2 separate regions of the Zea mays genome follow, and region 2 is linked to region 1. The links are chromatin contacts, called in public Hi-C maps. All regions are on one chromosome and are shown on one strand. The core of a region is the stretch at or near the end of the contact, and the rest is flanking DNA. Distances in the headings are between cores, read along the strand shown.

Region 1 (5,191 bases), core at 1,831-4,330:
TGTAAACTGTCTATAGGTTACAACTCTACACTACCATTACGTAGTTTATGATTATTTATACACATGTATCTTTTTTACTGAGTTTATGTACTCCACGTGTTTTTAGGTTCTCATTTCTGATTTTTTGGGCCGAACCACATGGAGTAATACCCCTAGAGCTCAGTGACTTCATCAGCCAGGTATTTCGTACACACTTTGATCCGTCACCATCGATGTTACTTGATCTACCAGTTCATGCACATATGTAGAATTGAGATTTCATTTTTTTTCGTTTAAATTGTGAAACATTGCATGTGTTCCTCGTTTTGCTAGTACATCAATATATATTTATATACCGAAAGATCATTGTATAGTTGATCTAGGTAAATAACTAGCTATAGAGATACATATCCTCGATATGTTAGACACTGCCATATATATATATATATATATATATATATATATATATATATATATATATATATATATATATATATATATATATATATATATATATAAACTTAAATGGTAGCATAACTGGTATAAGTAAACAAATGAATGTGTGACTACCGTATCGAACTATGCAATGTACTTACGTATTCTTAGAAAAACACAGGTTCAAAACGTGAAACGTTTCAAGTTGCTAAATTATTGATATGTCAACTTATATCGCTGAACCGAAATGGAACGTGTTACTCCAGACATCACAAAAAGAGGAGTAAGCGTCTTCGTACCCTGCTTACACACATCACCTGGGTCTAAACGGAAAACAAACGTATCACCCATGGATTGTTATGCTCATTATAAATTCATCATGGCAGAACAAATCAGTACATGTTGTGCCCCATCGTCTGTACAATGTTGTGCCCCATCGTCTGTACCTCCTGTGGAAGCTCGTCGCATACGTAGGCAATTGTTGAACGAGCGAAGGTTAACATCCTCAAGTAGCATGATCATCCACCTTTTTAAAAAAAAAGATTGCGTAGCTACCTAGTGCTGAGAAAAGGAATACACTATATTAGGTGCATGTGCATCCTCTCAACAGGCCTCAACATTACAGTGTGGTCACTTCAACACAGATTTTATTGAAACACTCAAAGGTACGCTCAGAGGTAATTTACATGTACTTATAATATTGACTTATGTACATAGGCACAGATAGGTATTTTCTTTACTGTTAAGTTATCAAAAACAGATGGTAACAAGAACAATGCTTAACCAGTTAAGCATATGTACATTTGTTAGTATAAAAATGCTCTCTCACTTTGGACCATCTAAGTTAACTAACACCTTTTCTTTTAATCACTGAACGTTGACAATATACATATCAGCTTACCAACCATTAATTGTCATCACCACCAAAAAAGTATGTATGGAAAGACATTAGTTATAAAATGAAAACAAAGCATGCTTTTTAAGTTTACAACTACAACTTCTATTCCATATTAATATAATACACTACATGCAGGATAAAGCACACCGAGGTTAGCAAAGCCATGCCAGATTCTACATGTTCCAAGAATGACGACAGTTAGACCATCCTGAAATACATCAAGATTTGCACCATTCAGGATCCTTTGTACACAAACCTCGCACCCTCATTTTCCTTTTTCCCCATTACAACAGACAAAACTACATTGTGTCTGACAAAAAAATTCCATATTTAAGTATCATGATAATTTGTTTCCACAAATCAACAACCATAACCCAAAATAATGTATTACTAATAATTACAGCTGCTACTTCTAGCTTTGTCTAGAAACCTATATGCATATTTCGCGGACTTGCCTGGCCGAACCCATAGTCTGCATTGTGTATTCTAATCTCCTTATCAAAAATAGCTTAAGAAAAAAGAGAATAAGTGCAACACAAATACACAAAAAAATAAAAACAGTTCCATACTCATGTTTCATTTTAAAAATATACTTTACACTTTGACAAAAAAAAGAAGAATATAAAATAAATACATAAACAAAATACATGATTTCTATTTTAATGCTTTGGACCAAACTTACTTTTATTTTGGCTTTACAATTTGATCTATGGAATGCTAAATTTTTTTGCTTACCAAACTTACTCACTCCAACAACTTATTTCTTTAAAGTTATCCTGTCATTCATAATTTTTATTTGAATGCTTTGAACCTTTTCTTCAAACATTACATAATTTTATTTGAATGCTTTGAACCTTTTCTTCAAACATTACCAAGATGCAGTTGCCAGTGTTCTTAATAAACCTGCTTGTATACTACTCTTTCCTTAGCTATTGTCATAACAGTGTGTTAAAATGTTAGCCTCTTGATGTACCTTATTCGAGAAGCACTTCAAGTTTTCAATTAAGTTTTTGTAACTTGAGATCTTGGAGACAACATGGCTTGTTGTGTTAATAGACATAGTACCTGCTTGTCGTGATTAGAGGGAAAGATAAAATAAACATGTTATGTGTTATTGTTTCTCTCCTTTGAAAGAATATTATTTCTTTTATGATCGTGATATCGCATTGAGCTCTTTGATGTTGTCTATGCTAACATACTCCTCTCATTTGTATATAGGTAAAAAAAATTTGCAAACATATAAGAGGCTCCATCACTTTTGGTCACGAGACTTTTATGTACATATAAAACTGATGTTGATGCCTTCCTAAAGCTGTGTCTATACAAGAAAGGCTTCATCATTTTTGGTCAGTAGACTTTTGTATACATATGACTCTATTGTTAAAGTCTTCCTAAAACTATTTTGTCTATGCAAACTTTACGGACACTATTGCTGGACACTGAAGTATGCTACTTTAATGCAACTTGCTATGTATTGTAATCTAAGTTTGTATTACTACTGCTATTGGTACCAAAAATATTGTTGAAATTTTAGCATGTCTTCTTAGATACTTGATATTTGAAATAAAATAGGTTTGTCAACACGCGCGTGCAGGCGCGCGTAACGCGCTAGTATAATTCTAAAAGGAAACAAACATAGCCAGAGTGGAGAAAAAAAAGGAGCACACATCAAGGACAAGGACAGCAGTTGGCAAGATTATGCCTCGACCATAAGGCCTTCCTAGGATTTTGATTCTTTTAACAGGAACTGTAGCCGGAATATTTCGAGCGGCCCACGCAAATGTCTGCCTTGCTTTCACAGGAATTGCAGTCCACAACTGCAGGCTATACTACCACAAGATTCTGAACAATATCTTCAAAAACATGCCCCACGATTGAGATGTGAATCTTATGCACAACAAAACTGGACATCTTGAGGTCACGATTTAGTCACTGTCCCGAGAGGATAAAATCCTCTTCAAAGCATGGGGTAGCTCCAGCACAATGTCTGCGTATGCTGAAACACAGAACAGGGAGAAACAGATCAATTCAGCACAAAGCCATGTATGCTGTAAGCCAAGGTGACAGGAAGCACCTTCTGGTAGACACAAGGTTTTGAGTGCTTCCTCGGCATATGAAAGGTGAAAGGGTACTGGTTGCGCAGCTGATGCACTGCTGCTTCTTGTAGATATTTTCTTGGCCGAGCGAAGTGGCCAAGCCAAGACCCTTGCCTGACTCGGCAGGGTCTGCAGTAGATCCGAATATCGGATACTGATTGTAACCTTGCTGCTTATAAGTGGCAAACAGATCAATCTCTACAAAATGTGCAACAAGCTACTTATGCATATTAGCAGCTTAAAATCAGTATGCGATATTCAGCATGCACGCTGCAAGATAACAAAAATAGAAGGCTGCACTAGGTGTACATATTCTATGAGGGAGTGTACTAGCAACAAAACAGAACTTATTGATGCAATCCAAGCATTAGCAGTAATTAAATATTATCCTTACCACTCAAAATCCTCCAATACAAACTCTATCATATTATAAGGAAGACTATGGAACAGCTCGCCAATTTGGTTCCCGTAGAGCTCCTTGATAAGACGAACCTTGAACATGAAATAAAAACTATAATTAGCGATGTACCATCAAAGACTGTATGACCCATCTGTCTCCAGATTCCACATTTGACCCTTAGCTCCAATCTTTAAAGCTACAAGTGCCTCAACAATTGATTGGCCAATGATAGAAGGCACACTCATTAAAAAGAAAAATGTCATGACTCATATATCAATTCTTTTATAATACTCAGGGTTGCAATTTCAGATACTGGACCAGAACCTGAAGGAGAGAATGTGTATAATGTGTGGGATGTATTGCATTAAGCCTCTAGGGAGAATATATAGGAGTACATGACTTGGAGGGCAAGAAGCATATCCTAGAGATAAGCAAGGTTATCCTAGATATAAAGAAGGTTATCCCAGGATTACAATCAATCCTAAACCAACCATATCAAGAGTTGTCTAATATACTCTAACATCCCCCCGCAGTCGTAGTGTCAGCAACACGAACGGACAGACTCGAGAATAATGGAGATATCCCCCCACAGTCGGAATGCTGGTGCGAATGCTGCGACTGGAGTAGCCCATGCAGATGATAGCCCTTTGTGCCGAAAATGTCGAGGTAGTCGAGTGCAAGGGCGTCGAGCCGTTGTCGAGGTGTTGTGTGTCGGGTAGCTGTGGTCGATGTAGCCGTCGAGGACGCCGAAGAAGATAAGCCGCACAAGTCGCGGGCGCAGGCGTAGCACGTGGGAAGGCCTGCGGCGCGCCAGGAGGCGCCAGGGTGATGGTGGCGTAGGAGGGCACCATAGACGAAGACGACGACACAGTCGAGGCAGTCGTAGAGGAAGAAGTTGATGCCGAGGATGATGTTGTCAAACCGCTGTGGACGAGACGTGCTCCAGGTTTGCCACGCCTGAAAACGTGTCATGGATGAATGCACGTGCCGGTGGTGCCAGTACCGGATGTACTAGGTAGAGGGCTCCAACCATATGTGCCAGCATCTCAAGGGACCAACACAGCATATGTGGATGATATGCTGATTACAGGTGACAACTCAGAACATATTTCTCATGTCAAGCAGCATCTTAGTAAGGAATTTCATATGTCTGATTTGGGACCGCTTAGCTATTTCTTGGACATTGAAATTCAGCAGACTCAAAAAGGCTTTTATCTGTCTCAGTCCAAATATATACAAGATCTTCTTGATCGCTTTGGAATTACTGATACACGCACTGTTGCAACACCGATGGATCTCCATTTAAAACTTCGTCCGAAGGATGGGACACCACTAGCAGACCCAACTCGGTATCGTCATATTGTGGGTAGTCTTGTTTACCTC
Region 2 (5,742 bases), core at 2,442-4,941, 230 kb before region 1:
TCCTTAATCAGAAAATAGAAGGCAACAAACCTTTGAACTCAGAAGCCTTTTCAGGAATTACATAGTCCCAAGTTTTCTCCAAAGCCTTCCTTATTTTCAGATTTGTTTCCCCATCAAGATTTGCTGTCTGCAATTATATTTTTATTCGAAATAAATAAATGAATATAAACCTCCATGTATAAATGAGCCAAATAAAGATTTGCTTCAGTTTCAAAATGAGCCAATAAATGAATAAAAAGTATAAAATAATATGGACCTCTATGTAGCAGATACCATCAGGGTTTGTACTTGATAGGAAGAGCAAGTCAGCAGGGAAATAACCATCTTGCTTGATCTGCTCTAAAGAAGTGTCATCACTATTATTTTTTATGCCATTAAATCTCAACATTACACAACAAACAGATCAGGACAATTACTTTCAGTATAGAATATGTTGATCAACTCACAAGATACTAAATAGGCACTTAAGACATTACCCTCACAATATCTCCAACCTGCAGTCGTTTCCATGGAGTACTTTCCCAACATTGACCTTGCAATACATCGACATGTGCATTGTTAATTGACATATCATTCTGGAAACGCTTCTGTACAAAGAGCAGAAAAGGAAAAGGAGCGGCATCAGGTCTCTTAACTTAAGCATGACAGAACAAAATTGTGAATAGCAATACTAACCCAATCCTCAAAAGCTTCCTTGATGAGAGACACCAGAAGCACAAGACTTAGAGGAACGACATTAGTGACAGGATGAACTGGACTGCAAGCACAAGTGCAAAGTTAAAATTAAGGCTGACAAAAAGCAATGAATAACAAGTTGACTCTAAAGTAGGAAGATGCACATGAGAGAGAGAGACCTGATAGGTGTAGTAGACAAGATAGAGATCATGAGAAAGTAAAGATTTGCAACCCGCCTGAACTGTCAAAACAAAAGACAAATGAATTACAAAAGGTTCTTCTGGTCAAATACTGTTACATTATTTGGTGATGATAAAGCATTCTAATTTCTGTTGCATTAGTGAGTGATTAATGGGGAACATGAATAATAACACAAGATGGTAACCCAGACTATGCTATGGGCCTCGCTGCTGTATGTTGGGCCATTTGGAGAACTAGGAACGCAGTCTGCTTTGACAAAAAGAGGATTAAATCTCCTATTGAGATTATCTGTGTGATGTGCTCATTTTTACTTATTGGTCAGAGCTACATAAGTCGGAGCTGGAGAAGCAGGTTCTTCAGGATGCAGAGACCATCAAGATGATTGCTCTTCTCTTCCATCAGCAAGATATGAAGACTCAGGCGCAAGAGTAAAGACAGATCGTGCCGTATGCTGGTCAAGCCTAGGAGACGTCAGTTAGTTCAGCCTGTGTGCTGTTAAGGCCGAGAGCCATCTAATTGGAGCCCTCGTTTGCATTTTTGTCTTATTGGCGTGGAATATTCTGCTCTTGGGTAGGCTGTAACACCGTGATGGCTGTTCCCTAGGTGAGCAGTATCAGGGTGGGCCATTTAGTTTTGTGTTTCATTCTGAATTTTACGTACTAAACTCTAATTTTGTTACTATCGCAATGAAATTCAGTTTTGCCAGTGTGGGAAAAAAGGAAGCTACCATATATGAGAAGTCGCAAAAAATGCAGCTTAAACTACTGAAAGCACAATGTGCACTAACATAAACCAAGATAGTACAATTTGACAGTGCACAATATGCAAAGACAACAGAATCACATTTTAAATACACTGTCACATTTGAAGACCCTGAAGACATATCATCAATCCATTATTAAGCCAATTAAGAGATAAAGCAATCAGAAAAAAGAACAATTCTAGGAGATCAGTTTGCACAAAAGAAAAATGAACATAGGTATTTCATTCAGTTAAGTATAAGTCCACATTTCTTGTCAAAACAAAATAGTATTTGGGGAACAGAAAAGGGGAGCAAAGCAAATTTAATCGATTGAACATATGAAATTTGACAGACACAAATAAAGCTTTTCCATTAAAAATGAAGAGAAAATGCTACAAAATAAAATGCTATAAAAGATACTGAATCTAAATAAATTGCTTGATTGATAACATGTGTGACAATAAAAAATAATGTATTAATACCTGCTCAAATAATCCTTTAGGTAGGAAAGTCAGGATGCTGTACTTTGTAGTCGACACAGAATTTCCCTGAGACATACGAACAAAGCATGAAAAAGAATGTTAGACGTGGAACTAATATTAGATGGCAACAGTGAAAAGGAAAAGTAATATCCTGCCGATTTACTCTGCAGAATTGACAGCTTTCTTGGAGATTGCATCATATCATAAAATAAAATAAAAAGAAACAGATCAGTCATCATTGTCAAACAAACTACTACCTCCATTCCAAATTATAAGATGTTTAAACTTTTCTAGATACATTGTTTTTACTGTGTAACTACTAACTGGACATAGTACAAATCTAAGTGCATAGCATCAAATAACAAAGTTTGATGTTTCGACTATCAGCATCAAATAACTCTATAATCAATAACTGGTACAAACCAAAAATAGAAGGGGGGCTGTCATTAGTGTGATGCACCAAAGTTCTTGCAAATACACTTAAATATACTACAGCTACAAGATTTGCATAGCAAGAGAAGGGGGAAATACTGTTAGTACCAATAGGACCCATTCAAATACAAACTGCAATGGCAAAGGGGTGAGATCAAACAAGTTTCAGAACAACTTTCATGTGTTTGTGTTCCACTGACATTAAACTACAGTTACCAGATCATAGTATGATCCGCAAAGATACAATTAAAGCATGAAAAGCCTTCAGGAAATACTGTGGAGGTCTAAACTTCACTGCTCCCTGGCAATATAGCAGGGTACCACTTATGCCGCAATAGCATATCAAGCATCTGCCATTACATCTCCCAAAACCAACTGTATAAGCTGCAGGCAAAGCTCCAATCAACTCAGGGCAATCGCGGCTGGATGGCAACACAATCCTCGTGAAGCGAGATCCTAAACACTCAAAGCGAAGGACAGACCAGCTAGCTTATCGCGCCAGACCACCAAGCTCGAACGCAACCACACGATACAAGACATCGCCGAGATCCAACCGGCGGGCCGACCAGACCGAATGTCAAAGAATCGGGGGAGGGGGTGGGGTGCAAGCGCGTACCTTGTACCCGACAGGGGCGTTGGCCTCGCGGTCGTTGCAGCAGACGGTGCGCACGGAGGGCGCCATCGGCTGCGGCTGCCTCCGGAGGCTTGTACCCCCGCCGCCGAGCCGCGCCGTGGACTCCCGACGCGCGATACCCGAGGAGGAAACCCCGCCAGCCCCCACCTGCTCACCGCCCAGCCGCGCCGTGGCCACACGCACCATCTCCTTTATCCGCGCGCTCATCCCGCCTCCCCTCCCTTACCCCACCAAATCTAAAAGCGAACGAACGACGCTGAGATCTGGCGGGAGGCTGGAGGACCTCCCGGTGGGCTGCGAACGAGCGCGAGATCGGGGGCGCGAGATCAGGCCAGATTTGCGAGGCTTTGTGTAGATTTTAGCGCGGCGGCTAGGGAGTCGGGGGGGATTGGTTCTCGAGTCTGATCACGCGTCACCGGTGGTGTTCCTGGGCGCGTGGGGCGTGGGCGTCAACTTTCTTTCGCGTGGGCGTCAGGGCGTGCCTCGTTTCCTTCCTTCGCCGGGAGGGGAGACGTTGGAGGAAACGTCCCAGAGAAGGTGAGGAATTGGATGATTTTTTTAAAAGATTGAATGAGTTTTAATCTCAAATAAGTTAAACTTCTTAATTTTTTTTAATCTCATCTAATTCATGTGTATTGAGAATAACCGAATAAAACCTAAGGTGTTTATGCTAACCATACAACAAATTTAAAAGTCAATAAAATAAATACACATTGATAATCATGGCAAAACTGATTAGGACAACGCAGATGCAAAAAAATTGATATTTGTTTCTTATCATAAGCTCCGAAATCTTGTTAAGCGGCAAATTAAAATGAAGTGATTATGCATTAATGATAATAAGTTTAAGAAAAAAATTGAATATCATTACAAATAAAATCACATCTATTGTATATCTAAACAACAACTAAACTTTGATGTGTCTAACAATTTCTTGTATTCTTCTAGAATGTTGTCTTTGGATTCATTGTCCTTTTATTTCAATAATTCTATCAAGAATTTGGTTCTCAGAATATTTCCATTATGCACATTCGGTATTACACATCATTGAACTCGGTTAATAATCAATGGTATACATAATATTCGACAAAAATTTAGTGCACAATGATTATATAAAAACGAACATCATATATTATACTTTATCTAAGCCAAAAGACATAGAAACGTATTAGTTAAAAAGGGTCTCAACCCTTTTTTATAACTCGCTTGGTGGCTCGCCCCATTTTAGCTAGCTGAGTGGTACGACATGGAAGTGTTGTGTTGCGTGTGACTTTATGTTATTGGATGATTTCTCACGGTCCATATGCAAAGTAACGACCCATTAATAGAAGCTTGAGTGGCCTTTACAACTTATCAATAGGGCAACGACCTACCGGTAGAGGAGAGAAATAGATCTACGTGTTTTGCATGTGACACGTGACAATCATTGAAACTGGTGCTTTTTAGTAGTAGATTAAAATCTAGCTTACATATATAACCATCACTGTAGAGATAGGTGAATAAACCTACACGTTTTGCGCGTGACCTGTCACCTGTGACCCAACTTAGAGAAAAAAACGGTTCTTTTTCAGCAAATGAAAAAATATAGCAAAAAGAATAATCACCCCACAATACAAAAAAAAACTTTAACGGAACACTGGGAAAACACATCTGCCCCGCCAAAAGAACCTTTTTTCATAATAAGGAAAGGAAAAACATGTACACGTCAATTCAAACTGCCCAAAATGCAACGCAAATCCAAAATGTAGAAGACAGAAAAGGCACATGGATTGCCAGAATTTGAACATGGTTGAAAAAAATAAAGACAACAATACATTGGTGCCTTTCCTGATTGAGATTTACTACACTAAGCAAGGCTGCAAGGAACAGACCAGGTCATGTTTCAACACTCATCCAGAACATCGCCAAATTCTTCCTTCAAGTAAGATTACCATAACGGCGCGTTTGGATCTATTCATTTTGTAGGAATTGAAATTTATTTAATAAAGTAATCTATTTAGCTTGGAATTTAACATTCCATCACTTTCCAAAATTCGGATATAAGTCTATCTCCAATTCATGGAACGGAGGATAGGAAATTATTTTATGTATCAGTAGAATTTGTTTCTACTCTACAACTGATAGGACGCTCTTCGGCTCACTCCTATATAATAAAAATGTAGCACATAAATATCTCAGACATCTTGCTAATAATATTGTCGGCGTTCCGAGACCGGGGGGTCCCTTGGGCCGACGCGTGAGTGTCGCCGCGTGCCCCAGCCCAGATGGGTCGAGCGCGAGGGCGAGCGCGAAGGGGGGAGAGGCGAGGCGGCCGGAGACTGGCGTGAGAGAGGTGGGAATCCCGCGGCCTTCGTGTTCGTCCCGCGCCCAGGTCGGGTGCGCTTGCAGTAGGGGGTTACAAGCGTCCACGCGGGAGAGGGAAGCGAGCGGCCCCAAGAGAGCGCCTGTCTCGTCCTCGTCCCCGCGCGGCCAACCCTCTCTAAGAGGGCCCTGGTCCTTCCTTTTATAGGCGTAAGGAGAGGATCCAGGTGTACAATGGGGGTGTAGCAGAGTGCTATGTGTCTAGCGGGGGAGAG

Evidence for each region. Hi-C and Micro-C count contacts between places; a contact is called where the count stands out from the background.
Region 2: a contact with region 1 is called in a Hi-C map of leaf, with 2.2 times the contacts expected there. The contact joins the promoter of LOC103643580 here to the enhancer-like site in region 1. A contact is called at or near these places in 5 of 25 Hi-C or Micro-C datasets (bundle sheath, ear, endosperm and 2 more).

What each region holds. Positions count from the first base shown.
Region 1 is chr1:247,487,695-247,492,885 of Zm-B73-REFERENCE-NAM-5.0, reverse strand. It overlaps LOC103643579 (centromere protein O), which reads right to left. Exons shown (of 13, transcript XM_008666747.4): 11 at 3,803-3,900; 12 at 3,387-3,577; 13 at 2,835-3,308. The coding sequence ends at 3,238. Among protein-coding and RNA genes, the nearest start is that of LOC109943517, 34 kb to the right of the region's middle. Within about 2 kb of position 3,080, at least 2 of the 20 cell types and tissues checked have an H3K27ac peak or open chromatin away from gene starts, as enhancers often do. A contact at or near this core is called in bundle sheath and leaf, where this site is marked.
Region 2 is chr1:247,719,735-247,725,476 of Zm-B73-REFERENCE-NAM-5.0, reverse strand. It overlaps LOC103643580 (phospholipid-transporting ATPase 3), which reads right to left and starts at 3,691. Exons shown (of 27, transcript XM_008666748.4): 1 at 3,149-3,691; 2 at 2,101-2,166; 3 at 855-916; 4 at 676-757; 5 at 477-587; 6 at 257-334; 7 at 31-127. The coding sequence starts at 3,373.